Regions from separate parts of the Mus musculus genome. Here region 1 is linked to region 2. The links are chromatin contacts, called in public HiChIP or PLAC-seq maps. All regions are on one chromosome and are shown on one strand. The core of a region is the stretch at or near the end of the contact, and the rest is flanking DNA. Distances in the headings are between cores, read along the strand shown. Region 1 overlaps Grap2 (GRB2-related adaptor protein 2). Region 2 overlaps Rpl3 (ribosomal protein L3).

Region 1 (6,712 bases), core at 1,887-4,386, 580 kb before region 2:
GTGTCACATGGAAAACCCCTTTGTGTGTACCTGTGGGTCTGGAACGCTTCAGGCACTTGGGGTGAATGAATAGACAAGATTGAACAGCTATTTCTTGTTCATTGTAGTCTGACTATTCCCGGAAAAACATAAACAAATGTCTACTCATCCAGACAGGGAACTGGTGATAGGCTGAAGTACAGACACCCCCGACATCCAGTTAAAGCAATGAGTTTATTGAGATTACCAACAGGGCATGGGTAGGGGTAACTTACAAGAGCAGATCCTACCCCAGCATGGGTGACAGCTCATGAAAACCAGAAACTGAGAGCTCACTGCACAACCTTCAGGCAGCTCAACAGGTTGGAGAGTGTCTTTTCTGGTGGCTCAAATGGTTTGAGTCTCTTCCAGGCAGTTCAGCTGGTCTCTTCTTTTTTTTTTTTTTTTTTTTTTTTTCAGGCTTTTGGCTGGTCTTTGATTATTCTGGGATGTTTTGTTTGAGAATCTTCTAAGAATCACAGCTGTCTTTGCTGCTTATATATTACAGAGGAGAAAGGGGCCTAGTTAATCTAGTCAGTTTCAGGGACTTCCTGAAGGTATTTTGAGTTGGTTACTTCCTATCTTAATGAGTTTCCTTGTAAGAGTGTTTCACCTTCTCGTTAGAGCATCTTGTCTCACCCTTTTCTCATTTTATACCTGAGTTTTCACCTTAGAGAAACACAATATCATTCATTAGACACATATCTACTGACAGCCTTCCCCATGTGCCATGAATATATAAAGTATCTACAAAATACAATGACCCCACACACACCCCAAGAAGCATACAGTCTAATGGTCACACCACTCGATCTAGTGCCCCCATCTGTGTGCATGGTGTTCAGGAAAACCATGGGACTCAAGAGGTAATCTAAAGATGTATTTTATTCCACATGGGGGTGATGAGAGGAAGTGACGTGTGAACCCAGATCTGAACAGCAGTCAGCTGGAAAGCACAGGATGTGCATCCTGGGGGGACCCACAGTTATGACTCCCCCTTCGGAAGGTTCTTAGCCATCTGGAGGCTGAAGGAAGGACAGTGGGGAAGGGGTATGAAAGCAAGAGGAAGTTGGAGAGATGATCCCGAAGGGGCCAGACCTTGCAAGACCGGGCTGGGATTTTAGGTTCAAGGATAAATGCCTGTGAAGAAAAGTGGTGTGATTGGGTTTGTCTGTCCAAAGATTGCCTTGGTGTCTGAGTGGAGAGTGTACCAGGCACAGGAAGGAATGCAGGGCAACAAGTACAGAAGATAGTGCAGTTGCTATGGGAGACAGAAAGATGCCGCCGGCTGGGAGATGAAGTGGAAGGACTTGAAAAACAATAACAAAAATAAATTTGTTTTAAAGAATTGCAGTGGTAGATTTTTTTCACACTCTTGTCTTACAGATAGTCACATTGAAACTAGACAAAACAATTGTGTCATGCAATTATTTTGACCAGGACGGTCTGTCCCTTGTGTGGGCTGTGAGCTGAGATCTAGTGATATTCCCTGCCTTGCCCAGAGCCCAAAGTGATGGACATTGATTTTTCTCTTTCAGGATTTCCTGAGAAGTCTTCCTGCACCTTCCACAGCTTCTGCTCCTGTTAAAGTGATTTCTAGTAGGGAATTCCTGTGTGAGTCTCCAGCCAAATGCCTGTCACTTGGAAAATTTCTGATCCCCGATGAAGATGTAAAAAAGAAGTCACTGGCCGCCAAACAGGAATGGTGTCATAAAGACAGTAACGAGTTGTGCCTGTCCCAAAGCCAAAGTGACTTATTCGCTAGCAACAGAGAGCAGTGGCTGACTATCCCCAGAAAAAGAATCCAATTAGATTTGTGAGACCGATGCCCTTGCTGATCAAAGCACCTGGGAGCTTGTTAGAGATAGATATAAGGCTGAGTCAGAGCCAGCATTTTAACACGGCCCCCAGACAATGCTCACATACTTGAGATCTTGGAAAGACTGAGACCATGTAATGGGGAGTGGGCCATGGTAGCTGCTGGATATTCGAAATGAAGTGATTTTTCAGCAAGTGGGGAGGAAACTCTGATTGGTCAACAGGAACTGGCTCTTCTTAGAAGTTCTCTGCTCAGATGTCATGAAGTCGCACCTATGGTGTGTCGGCCAAAATCAGAGACCGTGTACTTGCAGTTGGCTGTGCAGCCAGAGAGAGAGAGAGAGAGAGTTGGGGGGTATGATGGCTCATGCTCTCTTCCTTACCTACTTCCCAGGAAGCAGTAGCAGAATCCAAAGAGATCTGAGCCCCAGGTAGACAGTTTGGTGCTGGCCTCCTAGGCTCAGCCCCTGGGAGTCCTTGGTCTCCCTTCATGGTTTGGGGTGACTCTCCTGTTCCCTTTCGAATCGAACCCTGCTAATGAGGATACCTCAATAAAGAATTCCTCCTACCTTCTCCCACCAGGGCTCCTGCTAGAACAGGATGCCTGTTCTAGGGGTTTTGCTGCCCCAAGGTGAGGAGTACCCCCTTCTCCTAGGGCTGTGCAGCATGAGCACCAGATACAGGCTGGCAAAACTTTATTACTGTATTCTCATAGAGTATTTCAAGGCATAGTAACTAGACCAGAACCAGGCTAGTCATCTCTGCCTCAGCCAGGGCTGCTCCTCCCACAGAATCAGCCAAATGGATGAAGTTTGTGGGCTGTTGGAAAGCATATGGTTTGCAAATACTGTAAAACCAAACACCACTTTTGGCTTTTATTTACTGTAATGTCTCACATCACCTACTACCAAGCTTGGGCCCACTTTGCCTCAGCTTCCGGCCTCATTTTTCCTCCTTGGCGCCTTCTCTGCCCTTCACCTCCTCCTGATGCACTCTTTCCTCACCTGCTGGGGGGGGGGTGTTAGGGGGGGGGCTCCTACCTTCTCCGGGGGAGGGGTAAGAGTTCTTTCTGTACCACCTGCCCATGTCTCCCCTTGCTGCCCCAATTGATACTACCCCACCCCCACCCCCCACAGTCTCCCTGTCTCCCACCTGCCACCCATCTTCTGACACTGTCTCTGCTTTCCTGTCCCAGGGCTGCAGCTGCATCCCTGAGCCTCCAGGCTATGATCTCTTCCCTCCTGGTCCCTCTCTTTCTCTCTAAAGGGAACCTAGGGATCAGAAGATTGTTGAATCAGAGTCACAAGGGACAGAGTATGTGCCACACTGCAGTGACTCCTGAGTCACAGACTGTTCTTTTGTCTCCCTCACTAACAGATGCCCTCCAGTCCCTCCCTAAAGCAGGAGGGGACAAGGAGACAGCCCCCCTCCCATCACATATGCTTACCACCCCTTTCACCCAGCTCTTCCTTTCCTATCTTAGAACACACACACACACACACACACACACACACACACACACACACACACGACTACACCAACACCCTTGTAAGTACCTTCTGTTCTGACATCTTTACTCCCAGGCTGCCCAAAAGCACTGGGCTTCCTCTCCAGAGTCCCCCTCCCCACCCAGCCAGGCTTCTCTGTGCTCCATTCCCCAGGACACACAATTCTAGTTTAAGGTGACAGAGGGACAGTGGCAGTGGGCTTCCTCTTCCCAGGTGGAGGGAGGATAGGGGAAGGCCTAGCGCTCAAACAGAAGAGGAAACCCATTTCCGTGAAAGCTCCTGTCAGGGTTAGAGTCAGTCTGTCAATTTATCAGTCGATCCACAGTCAGCACTCTTGGCTTCCCTTTCGTCCACTGGCAAAGATGTCCTCAACCACAGAAAATCAGGAGCAAAACCCAATTGAGCTCCACAGAGACACTCTTGTAACCACAGAGTGAGGCTGCTGACACATCCCACATTCTCCGCCAGGGCTTCTCCAAGCACTTCCAAGAATCTAGGCTGCAGCTTTCTCTGCAGCCGAGGAAACAAGTTACATTCAAGTAAGCCACAAGGGCCTGTGGAGAACCTCTGTGGCATCGCTCCGTTCTAACTCTCCTGTCAGCCGTAGGGGAAGAGGATTGCCCAAGGGACAGTCTCTGGTGGAAAGTAAAAGTCCTAGCCAGACATCGGCTAGGCCTGAGCCTGCGTGTCTCTCCCACACCAAGAGGAGCCTCCCGACCACACCCTTGCTGGCGACCTGCTCAGACTTGCCTGGTGCCTGAAGCCCTGCATCTGCTACACCTTAATTCTCAGGGCGCAGCGCCTGCTCTATGCAAAAGAGGGGAGCTACCCTGTAAGTGGACAGAGCCAGGTGAACTACCTAACGTGCCTCGCCAAGCCCAGCCTTGCCCTGTTCATCCATCCCTGGGGTGTGATCTCTGCTGAGCTGCCTGCTCTCTTGGAAAATTCCCAAGCCAGGAAGGAAACGGTGAAAGTTTGAGGGTTGGAAAAGGTCATTTCCCCGCCCTGCTCCCAGCTCCCCACTGCCCTCTCAGGCAGAGAAGAGCTGGCAAAACGGCCCCCTCGCCACCCAAGTTCCTTCTCATGCTGATCAACGAGCCAACCTGCCTGCCAATAAATTACTATTATAAAATGTCGTGTGTAGCCATCGGCATACATATACATGTTTTGTGTACTCGGGCACACATGCACATGTATGCATGTATGTGTCATTATAAAGTTCAGCTTTACCCCCTCGCCCCTCTCTGTCTTGCAGGCGGCTTTGGACGAAAAGCCCCTAAGCCTTGCAGTACGACTCATCGCATCATGGGGGCCACATAGTTGGCAGGGAAGAGACCCAGTTTGTTGTGCAGACGGCCGGTCCACCAAGATGGGTTGGAGCTGTCCAGGACTTCAACCACTTCTCCGCTTCGGAATCCCAGCTCGTCCTCTTCCAGAGCCTCAAAGTCATACAGTGCCCTGGCCCAACGCACCCGCTGTAGGAGAGACAAGAGATGGGAATGAGCTCGGTAGGCTGGTCTTTGGTACGACTATCACACAGAGGAGCCGTGAGCTTCTAGATCTATTCTGAGTCCTCCGAGCCCTTCCCAAAGGCTGACTTTGCAGCAATCTAAAGCAGACCTGATATGCACAGCCCTGGGCACCAAGCTACTGGGCCGTACTACCTTTGCTCTTGATATGGTCTTGTTCTGCTACTGTGGTACAGGGGATGGAAGCTAGGACCTCATATATGTTATGTAAGTGCCCTACCACTGGGTAGGTCCCAAGGCCACGTGTACTGGATCGCAAGGATAAACCTCACGCATCCCCTGCTGCCAGGAGATGGAGAAGAGCGTGAAAGCCCAATAGTCTGAAAATAGCAGCCTGGATGAGCCAGGCTGAGCCCTCTCTGGTGAGACCTCCTCGCCCTCTCTGCTCACTCACCCCTGCTGCCTGGAGTTGTACGGGGTCGGTGTGTCTCCGGTGCATCAGCGTGGCGTTCACCTCACTTCCAAGGCCGCAGTGTCCATCGTTTATGTCCAGGCTGCCCCCACGACGGTCCTAGAGACATGAAGGAGAGGGCCGCTGCAGGATCAGTAGTGGTGACTCTCACAGACTGCCCCAACCCTGTGCCTTGCTTGGGGGTGCTGTCTACTGAGATAACACCCAAGAAGACTTGCTGGCCATCATCACCCTTCATCTTGGAAAACACACAGGAGGGAATCTGAAGGGATCTTAGATTCTGAAGTCAAAGATGATGGCCTCCATTTATTCAATGAAATCACAGTAATTTGGGGAGTCTTGTGTACCCCGAGCCTCAGGATTGCAACCAACCCACCACCACCACCACCACCACCATCATCATCATCACCATCTGTGTATGTGTATATTCATGTGTTAGTGTAGAGTCCTGAAGGTGATATGGGGTATCCTCTGTCACTCTTCTATCCACTTGAACGGATGTTTCTGAACCTGGAACTCACTGATTCAGCTAGACTGATTGGCCAATGAGCTCCTGGGATCTGCCTCAGCAGTGAGGTTAAGGATGTGTTCCTGATGCTAGTTTGTACGTGGGTGCTGTGAACCTGATTTCCGGCCCTCTTATCTGCCTAGCAAACACTTTATCCGTTAAGCCATCTCTCTAGCCCTATTTTTTTCCCTTTTAATCTTAAGACAGGGTCCCACTGTATAGCTCAGGCTGACCTTGCACTCACTGTGTAGCCCAGGATAGAGTTGGGCTCTTAATCCTCCTGCCTCAGGCTCCTAAATGTTGGGATTATAGGCATGCATTGTCATACCTAGCTTGTGTGGTTCTTTTCCTATTTACAAATAAAAAAAAAATCAGGAACATTTGCTGGTTTAGAGGAAGGACCATATACAGTGATGTGCTAAATGAGCAAATGGGAAAGCCCAGGTGTGCCTGGGTAGATCATGGAGGGCATCCTGGAAGAGGTGGTGCCTGGGCTTCAGTTTGAAGGAGAAGCGGTTTGGGCCAGGACAGACTCATCAGGCAGACAGAACAGTTTATAAAAAGCCAGAAAGAGAGAAAATGCTCTGAGCCACGCCAGTGTGGTGCCGTTTGCTGGGTTGCGTGTTTGCACGGTAGTGGGGGCTGGTAGCAGGATATGGGCCTGGGAAAGTAGATACAGGCAGCTCACAAAGGACTGTGTGCCCCGTGGAGGGATGTAGACCAATGTTGTCTTATTGTATTGTCCCTCTCTGTAAGCCTCTAGCAATTCCCTTCTGGAGCAGGCAGGGGTAGATAAACAATCAGGGCAGCGGTAGGTGTTAATCCGGTTTTCTTTTTACAGGTTAAGGGGCAGGGATTGAAAGTCTGATGACAGGAGAATTAGTCTTCGTGTGTGTGTGTGTGTGTGTGTGTGTGTGTG
Region 2 (6,855 bases), core at 1,888-4,387:
TGGCCATGGTCGCTTCCAGACCATGGAGGAGAAGAAAGCATTTATGGTAAGGACCTACCTGGGCTGGGGTGCCTGGTCTTTGTTTGCCTCCTTGGCTATGTTCAGAACTAATGAAACTCCTCTGTTTCTCCTCTACAGGGACCACTCAAGAAAGATCGCATTGCCAAGGAGGAAGGAGCTTGATTCCAGGACCACTTTGTGCAGATGGTGGGGTCTCACCAATAAAATATTTCTACTCACACTGGTTTTCCCACATTTCTTTTTTTTTTTTTTTTTTTTTTTGGTTTTTCAAGACAGGGTTTCTCTGTATAGCCCGGGCTGTCCTGGAACTCACTCTGTAGACCAGGCTGGCCTCGAATTCAGAAATCCGTCTGCCTCCCAAGTGCTGGGATTAAAGGTGTGCGCCACCACGCCCGGCTCCACATTTCTTTAAGAGCAGTGGCCAGCCTGGTAGCCACTAAGAACTGAAGAGCCTAGTTTAGCAACATTTGAGTTGTTGAATGAAACTGACAGGTTTGCAATGCAATGCCTAAAGCAATTGTTGGGGCTACTGAAGAGTAATGTGTCCCTAATGTATCTGTCACAGCTTCTGTATCCCCTCCCAGTCTGTACAGAGTTTGGGTCTCTGTTTCTTAGGTATTATTGATTAGGCCCTAGGCCTGCTAAAACGTGCAAAAGGTTGGGTTTGATCTACCTGATGGTTTATAGTTGGCTTGCTCTCTATCTAGTATTACCATTTAATAGGCCAACCCTCCTTAGAACAGCTTGGTTTGGCTCTGAGGCTCTAATAGGAGCTTGCATCCAATCCAGATAGTATGAGTCTGGGGTTTGACCCTGCAACCCAGTGAAAGTGGGATTGATGCTAAATCGGGTGATGATCAGCAACTTGAAGATGTATAGATTGGTATAACATTGTCTACATCAGATTAAAGGCTGCTCATGAGCCTCTGGCCTTTCATAATAGTGCTGCAACCCTACATGGGAAGAGGCTTTGGAGGTCTGCAGAGGTGGATCAGTGCTAGCTGTTGATGCTGTTTGGCAATTTAGGCTGTACTTCAGGCGTGGGCCACCAGGGGGTGGGTGTAGCACATACATGGTGAAAACCCAGCAACACTCAGTTGCATTCTCACAATATCTTGACCCCAGGCTTGGGCTCTTTTAGGGACCTCTTAGGTCTGAAGGAGGCATTGAAAGATTGCCCATTAGTGTGGCCAGTATCAGACCCCCAGAGCAACATTCTCCAGGTTAGGACCACATGTAGCCCAGGTGGTTGTATACCAGCTGGGACTCTTCAAGTGCTGGAAATATACACCCTGCTGCCTCTCAGAATAGTTCTTGGTGTGTTTACATTTAATCACCTGCATGGATGCAGAGGCAGAAGAGGAAGACAAATGAAGTTGAGCCACCTTGTGGATGTTAGGATGTCTGAATGCTGGCCCTAGCCCAAGATGGCAGCCCTAAGATACAGGCAAGGCCTGGTTAGTCTTCAGAGTCTGGTGCTCACTGTACACTAGTGCCATTGCTGGAGTACTGGAAAGACCGTCCTGAAGCTGCTTATCTCAGGAACTTGTGTGGGGAGGCAGGTTATAAATGCAGAGAAGTCCAAGTAACAGGCTGTCCAGTGATGGGGGCCTGAGCAAAAGACAGGGTGAAGCTCTGACATTTTCTTAGGAAGTAGCAAGTGAAGAGGCTCTGTGGACAGATATCTTGGGCTCTGGTCCCAGCTCCTGAGGGAGGAGAGCTGAAAAAGCCAACTGCAGGTTCCCTTGATCAGAGCTTGGTACACAGTAGCTCAAATTTTGTGAAGTACAGCATCTGTACCAGGGTGGGAGACCCAGCATTTCTGCAAGTTGCTGGACTGGGCTGAGTCATTGCCTCTCCCCACCCTTCCCATGTAAGTCCCAGAGGGTGTGCCTCCGGTGCCTGTGGCATATTCTTCTCACCAGAACCCCCAGACAGGCCTCACTGGAACCCCGTGGTGACAAAAGGAGTTCCAATCTTGGGGGAAAAAAAATACCTGCTGAGAATCTGAGCAAGTGGGAACACAGGGAAGTACTAGTGGGGTTGCAATTGCCTTAAAAGGCACGACTGCCCAAAGAGGCAGGCAGCCCTGGCTAGGCCTGCCACCTGGGCTCGCCTCAGTGCTATAACCTGGATCCTGGTGACAGTCTTGCTGGGGTGGCCATGGCCCCAGGCTGCCTCCTTCCTTAGTACAGGAAACCCCATATTCTGCCAGTTCTCAGCAAGCAGCTACTTGTCTGGTCTGGTTTTGCGATCCCTCTACCACCCTTCCCTCTACTGAAGCCTCTAACAAGGGCCTGGTCCTTGATCCAGCGGCTGGCCGACTCCCAAGAGCCTCATAGTTCCTTCTCTCCAGTCTAGCCTGAGGTCTTCACACTCAGAATCCTTAGGGCCACTCCTTGACATGGGTTCCTTACTACCCCACAGTGATACAGATGCAGAGCTGAGGTCGGGAGAAGGTACCCACTGACCAGCTGTGGGGTGGGCACTGCTGGGACTGAGCCCAGGCATCATAAAGATCACGATGCTAGAAGCAGCTGTCAAACCTGGTCTGGCTCCTGGGGGTTGGGTAGGGGAGGCAGCCTGCCTGGTGAGCCCCTAGTGTTTCACACCTCTGGCTGGGCTTCAGTCCCTACCCCTGCTATTCCCTAGTCACAGAGGAAGGTTTGCTTCTGAGCATGTGTGATCCTTACAGCCGATAGGAGTCTGAGGTAGAGAAGCTCATTCCTTGGAGTAGGGAAGCTGAAGGCAGTTGCTGCCTCAGGAGGTTAAGCTAAGCACCTGACTACTGTGTCCACTGTCTAAAACAAGCAGGACCACTAAGGCTCCATGAGGGGTAGAGGGGTGGTTCCCAGTATTTCTGCAGTCCCTTGAATCCTGTCCTTTCCCTTCCCTAAGTTCATCTATGGGCTATACCTCCTTCACAGATGGGGGTGATGGAGTGCTTATCCCTGACGACAGGCAGTGAGGAGTCAGATACAACAGTGGGTCCCCGAGTGGCTCCAGGTCACTGGTTTCATGTGATTATGGAGAAGTGGCCCTGATTCCCTCTGTTCTACTCAGCCTGGCAGAGTCAAAGGCTGAGGGAAGGTGCTAAAGATAGCCGAAGCAACCACTTCCCCATCCCTCCAGCCACCATCCACTTGCCACTTGGCTCCTCCAGCGGGTTGCCTGGCCAGCGCCCAGCCTGGGACATGACACAGGGTGCTAGGTGACAGTGGCTGACCTGTGCTTCTGCAGGTTTATCCTGTCATTCCACAGATGATAATCCAAGCAAAGGGACAGCAGTCCCCATGTGCACAGTATATGCACTTTGACCCTGACACCACCCACCTTTCTCCATACCAGAACAGCACCACTAAGGTGCGTTAAACAACCAAGCCAGTCACCCGTTCATCCATGGAAGGTCTGGGCCCGGGGCCCTTCTGCTGGAGAGCTGCTGGTTCCGGCTCGCCACTGACCTCAGTCTTTGGGTCTTGCACTGGGGGAATCTCAGCAGCTCTATCCAATTGAAAACAGCAGTGCAGCTAGGTATGTGCTGTTCTTTTTGTCTGTTCTGTTTTGTTTTTCTGAAACAGTGTTTCAGAAAAACACTGAGTGCTGGCAAAAGACTTTGTTTCTAGAAGCCAAGGCATAGAGCAGGAAGTCAGACCCAGGCTTCCAGGGTCTCTTCCCTGTAAGGGCTTTATTGCTCTTTTCCTCTAAGGCAAGGCCCTCCTGGCTGAAAGGCCTACCATGGGTCACTTGTTTGTTTGTTTGTTTTTTGTTTTTTTGTTTTGTTTTTTCAAGACAGGGCTTCTCTGTGTAGCTGTGGCTGTCCTGGAACTCACTCTGTAGACCAGGCTGGCCTCGAACTCAGATTCGCCTGCCTCTGCCTCCCAAGTGCTGGAATTAAAGGCGTGTACCACCACGCCCGGCGGTTCACATTTTTTCCTATGCCAACATTTATGAAGCACCTACTATGTGTTGGGCTCATGGAATGCCCCTTAGCCCCATTCCAGGTCTGTGAATATTTGCTGGATGCCTGAACAGTCTTGTAAGACTTTTTTTCTGGTCTGGAGAAGCAGGGCTGTGAGAACCAAGCTAATGCCCCCAATGAGGCCTAGTGAACAGCTATGCTCAGTCTTGCACCCCAAAGATTTCTATTTTCAGGTGGGGTTACCCAGGCTGGCCTGGATCTCACTATGTAGCCCAGTCTAGCCATGAATCCTGATCTTTCTGCATCAGCTTCCCAAGTGCTAGGGAACTCCAGGCACATACCACCATGCCCAGCTATGACCCAGACCTTTTGATTTGATTCACAAAACTAGAGGCGGCACTTAGCAGTCTTAGGCAGGGCTAGCCTAGGCCCTCCACTTGGCAAAATAAAACTCAGTGGAATGAGTACTGTGCAGTCAGGAAGCTCTGACACAGAACCACCTTTCCATCTTCCCTGGACACTGTACTCTGGTCACAGCAGCCTGAAGCTACCTTAGTGCCTTCTGCAGCTTGTCCCTGCTGCTTGTCCTGTCCGGTGTGGCCTCCACCTGTAGGCTGGGCTGTCTCAGAGCAATTTGTGCAGGCACATAGTAGGTACTCAGAAACAGATGGTCAAATAAAGTACCTACTGTGTGTTTAAGTTCATCAGCCTGGATGAGTTAGGGTTTTTGTTGTTGTTGTTGTGTTGTTGTTGCTGGGTTTTGTTTGCTTAAGATAGTCATGTAGCCCAAGCTAGCCCCTTATGTAGCTGAGGAAGACCTAGGACTTCTGATCCTCTATCACAAGCCAGCAGAGAACCAAGTACTGCAAGTTGTCCTCTGACCACCATCTGTGCATTGTAGCATGCCCCCTCCTACCACACACACACACACCCTTAATAGTAACTATAATAAAAATAGACAGCAGGCAGAAAGCCAGCGGTGGGAACTAGGAGTCACCACCTCCCCGCCCAGATCCAGACTCGACATCTCAGTCCACACAGGGCCCTCTTCCAAACCAGGATGAGCTGAGTGGTGGGGAAACCCCTGCCTGGTAGGCCACACTTGGCTTATGTCTCATGCTGTCCCATTTACTTTTCATATGTGGGGAGGCAGGTGCTAAGGGGACCCCAGTCTCATTCATAGCAGAGACCAAGGCCTGAGTGGGTACCAGTCTCTCTTGGGCTCATGCACCTGGGGAGGGAAGCAAACAGCTCACGCCCTACAGCTCTGGCACAGGCTGTTCTCTTGCGTGGATGATTTCCCTCTTCCACACTGGGAAAGGGGTTCACCCTGCTGACTCCTTAGCGGCCCCTCCTCCTGAAGCCTGCTTGAATGCCCACTGCTTCAGAGTTACCAGTGGGCCTCTGCTCTCTGGGTTCTTTCACCTTGTGTGATGCCAGTCTCCGTGTCACCACACTGGCTCAGGGTTCCAGCCACACACCAGCTCCTGGAGTTAGGGCTATCTGCCTGATTGCTCTTGTACCCCACAAAAAGTCCTCTGAAAGACTTGTGGACAGAGGCATGCATAAGGTAGCTGATGAGGTATTGTTCCTGCCCTAAGCTTTGGCAAGCTAACTGTGCTTCAGCGCCTTCGTGCAAGGAAACGAAGGGGCGTGTCCACTCCCTAGACTGTTCCCTGCACTGTGTCCTCTTCTCTCCCATTGCTAGCACCTGCCTCCAGCCTGCTCACTGTCACTCTGTCGTCCTGCTCTGTTTTGGTCATCATGCTCCAAGCTTTGAGAGACAGACATGGGAGTGGACCAAGAAGCCTCTGGGAGTGCGTGAGAGAAGAGGAAAGCGCCCAGCCGCAGCGACTTCCTCAGAGCAAAATTAGGAAAAGATGAACTGAAAATGGCTTGGGCAGCAGAGTGCTCTCCCAACCCAGCCTGGGGTGAGGGGTTGGGGTGGGGACGGTGGCTGAGGCTCAGGACAGGCCTGCATCTCAGTGTGTCTGTGTGACTGGGGGCCGTGGGGCGTGGCTTCTGGACCTTGGAGGAGAGGGTTAGATTAAGCCATCTCCAGCTCACGTGCCCTGAGACTCCCAGGGCTATGGAGTTTGTTTCCTCTTCCTCCCTTCCTGGAAAAGGCCCCATTCCCAGCTCTGGGACCTACTGTGTGACCTTGAGCAAGTGACTGAACCCTTGGACCTTGGTCTCAGGCCCAATGTAAGACCCAGCGGACAGAGCTACAAATGGCTCCAGGCACACACACCCCAACCCCAGGGAAAGCAGAAGTGCTGTATACTGAGCTTAGGGCTCGAGAGAGATACCAGGTGAGACTCCAGAAGGGCTGCAGGGAGGACTCTTGGGGGAGCTGGTCAGAGGGGGAGGAGAGAGAGGGGGACCCCAGGAATAGACAGAGGGAACTAGGGAGAGATGGTGAACCCCCAGTCACATGGGACTCAGGCATGAACAGAAACAGGAGGGAGTTTGGACTTCATTACGGGGTCGCAAGGAACCATGGGAGGAATGGCAAAGGTGTGAGGGGCAAAGGGACCCAGGGGTGAGGCATGGGGGCTTCCTGGAGGAGGTGTCCTGAAGGCAAGTAAGGAACAATAAGAGAAAAATGGGTTGGGTATTGTGGCATACTACAGTCAAACTGCCACACCTGGAAGGTAGTAGCTGGAGATCAGATCAACATGATATGGAGTTCAAGTCCAGCCTGGGCTAGATGAGAACCTGCCTCAAAATAAAGAGAAATGAGATGTAGCTAACAAAACAAACAAACAAACAAACAAAACAACCTCTAAGCAAAAACAAACTGCAAAGAGCAGAAGCATGCTGGCACACTTGGGGCAAACTGCTGCCCTCTCTGGTCTTAATTCCCACCTGCCCTGCCAGGGGCGCACCAGATCTGTTTCTGACTTTGTTTGTTT

What was found. HiChIP or PLAC-seq counts read pairs in DNA pulled down with a chosen protein or histone mark.
Region 1: a contact with region 2 is called in an H3K4me3 HiChIP or PLAC-seq map of bone marrow-derived macrophages, with 3 times the contacts expected there. The contact joins two enhancer-like sites. A contact is called at or near these places in 3 of 39 promoter capture datasets (the 3T3-L1 cell line and hippocampal neurons), 1 of 484 Hi-C or Micro-C datasets (the N1E-115 cell line) and 1 of 115 datasets of contacts at active chromatin or transcription factors (bone marrow-derived macrophages).

The regions. Positions count from the first base shown.
Region 1 is chr15:80,646,530-80,653,241 of GRCm38.p6, reverse strand. It overlaps Grap2 (GRB2-related adaptor protein 2), which reads right to left. Exons shown (of 8, transcript NM_001289442.1): 7 at 5,268-5,384; 8 at 388-4,819. The coding sequence ends at 4,640. Among named protein-coding and RNA genes, the nearest start is that of Mir6957, 3.8 kb to the right of the region's middle. Within about 2 kb of position 3,136, at least 36 of the 459 cell types and tissues checked have an H3K27ac peak or open chromatin away from gene starts, as enhancers often do. A contact at or near this core is called in bone marrow-derived macrophages, where this site is marked.
Region 2 is chr15:80,071,178-80,078,032 of GRCm38.p6, reverse strand. It overlaps Rpl3 (ribosomal protein L3), which reads left to right. Exons shown (of 10, transcript NM_013762.2): 9 at 1-46; 10 at 139-252. The coding sequence ends at 183. Among named protein-coding and RNA genes, the nearest start is that of Snord83b, 4.0 kb to the left of the region's middle. Within about 2 kb of position 3,137, at least 56 of the 459 cell types and tissues checked have an H3K27ac peak or open chromatin away from gene starts, as enhancers often do. A contact at or near this core is called in bone marrow-derived macrophages, where this site is marked.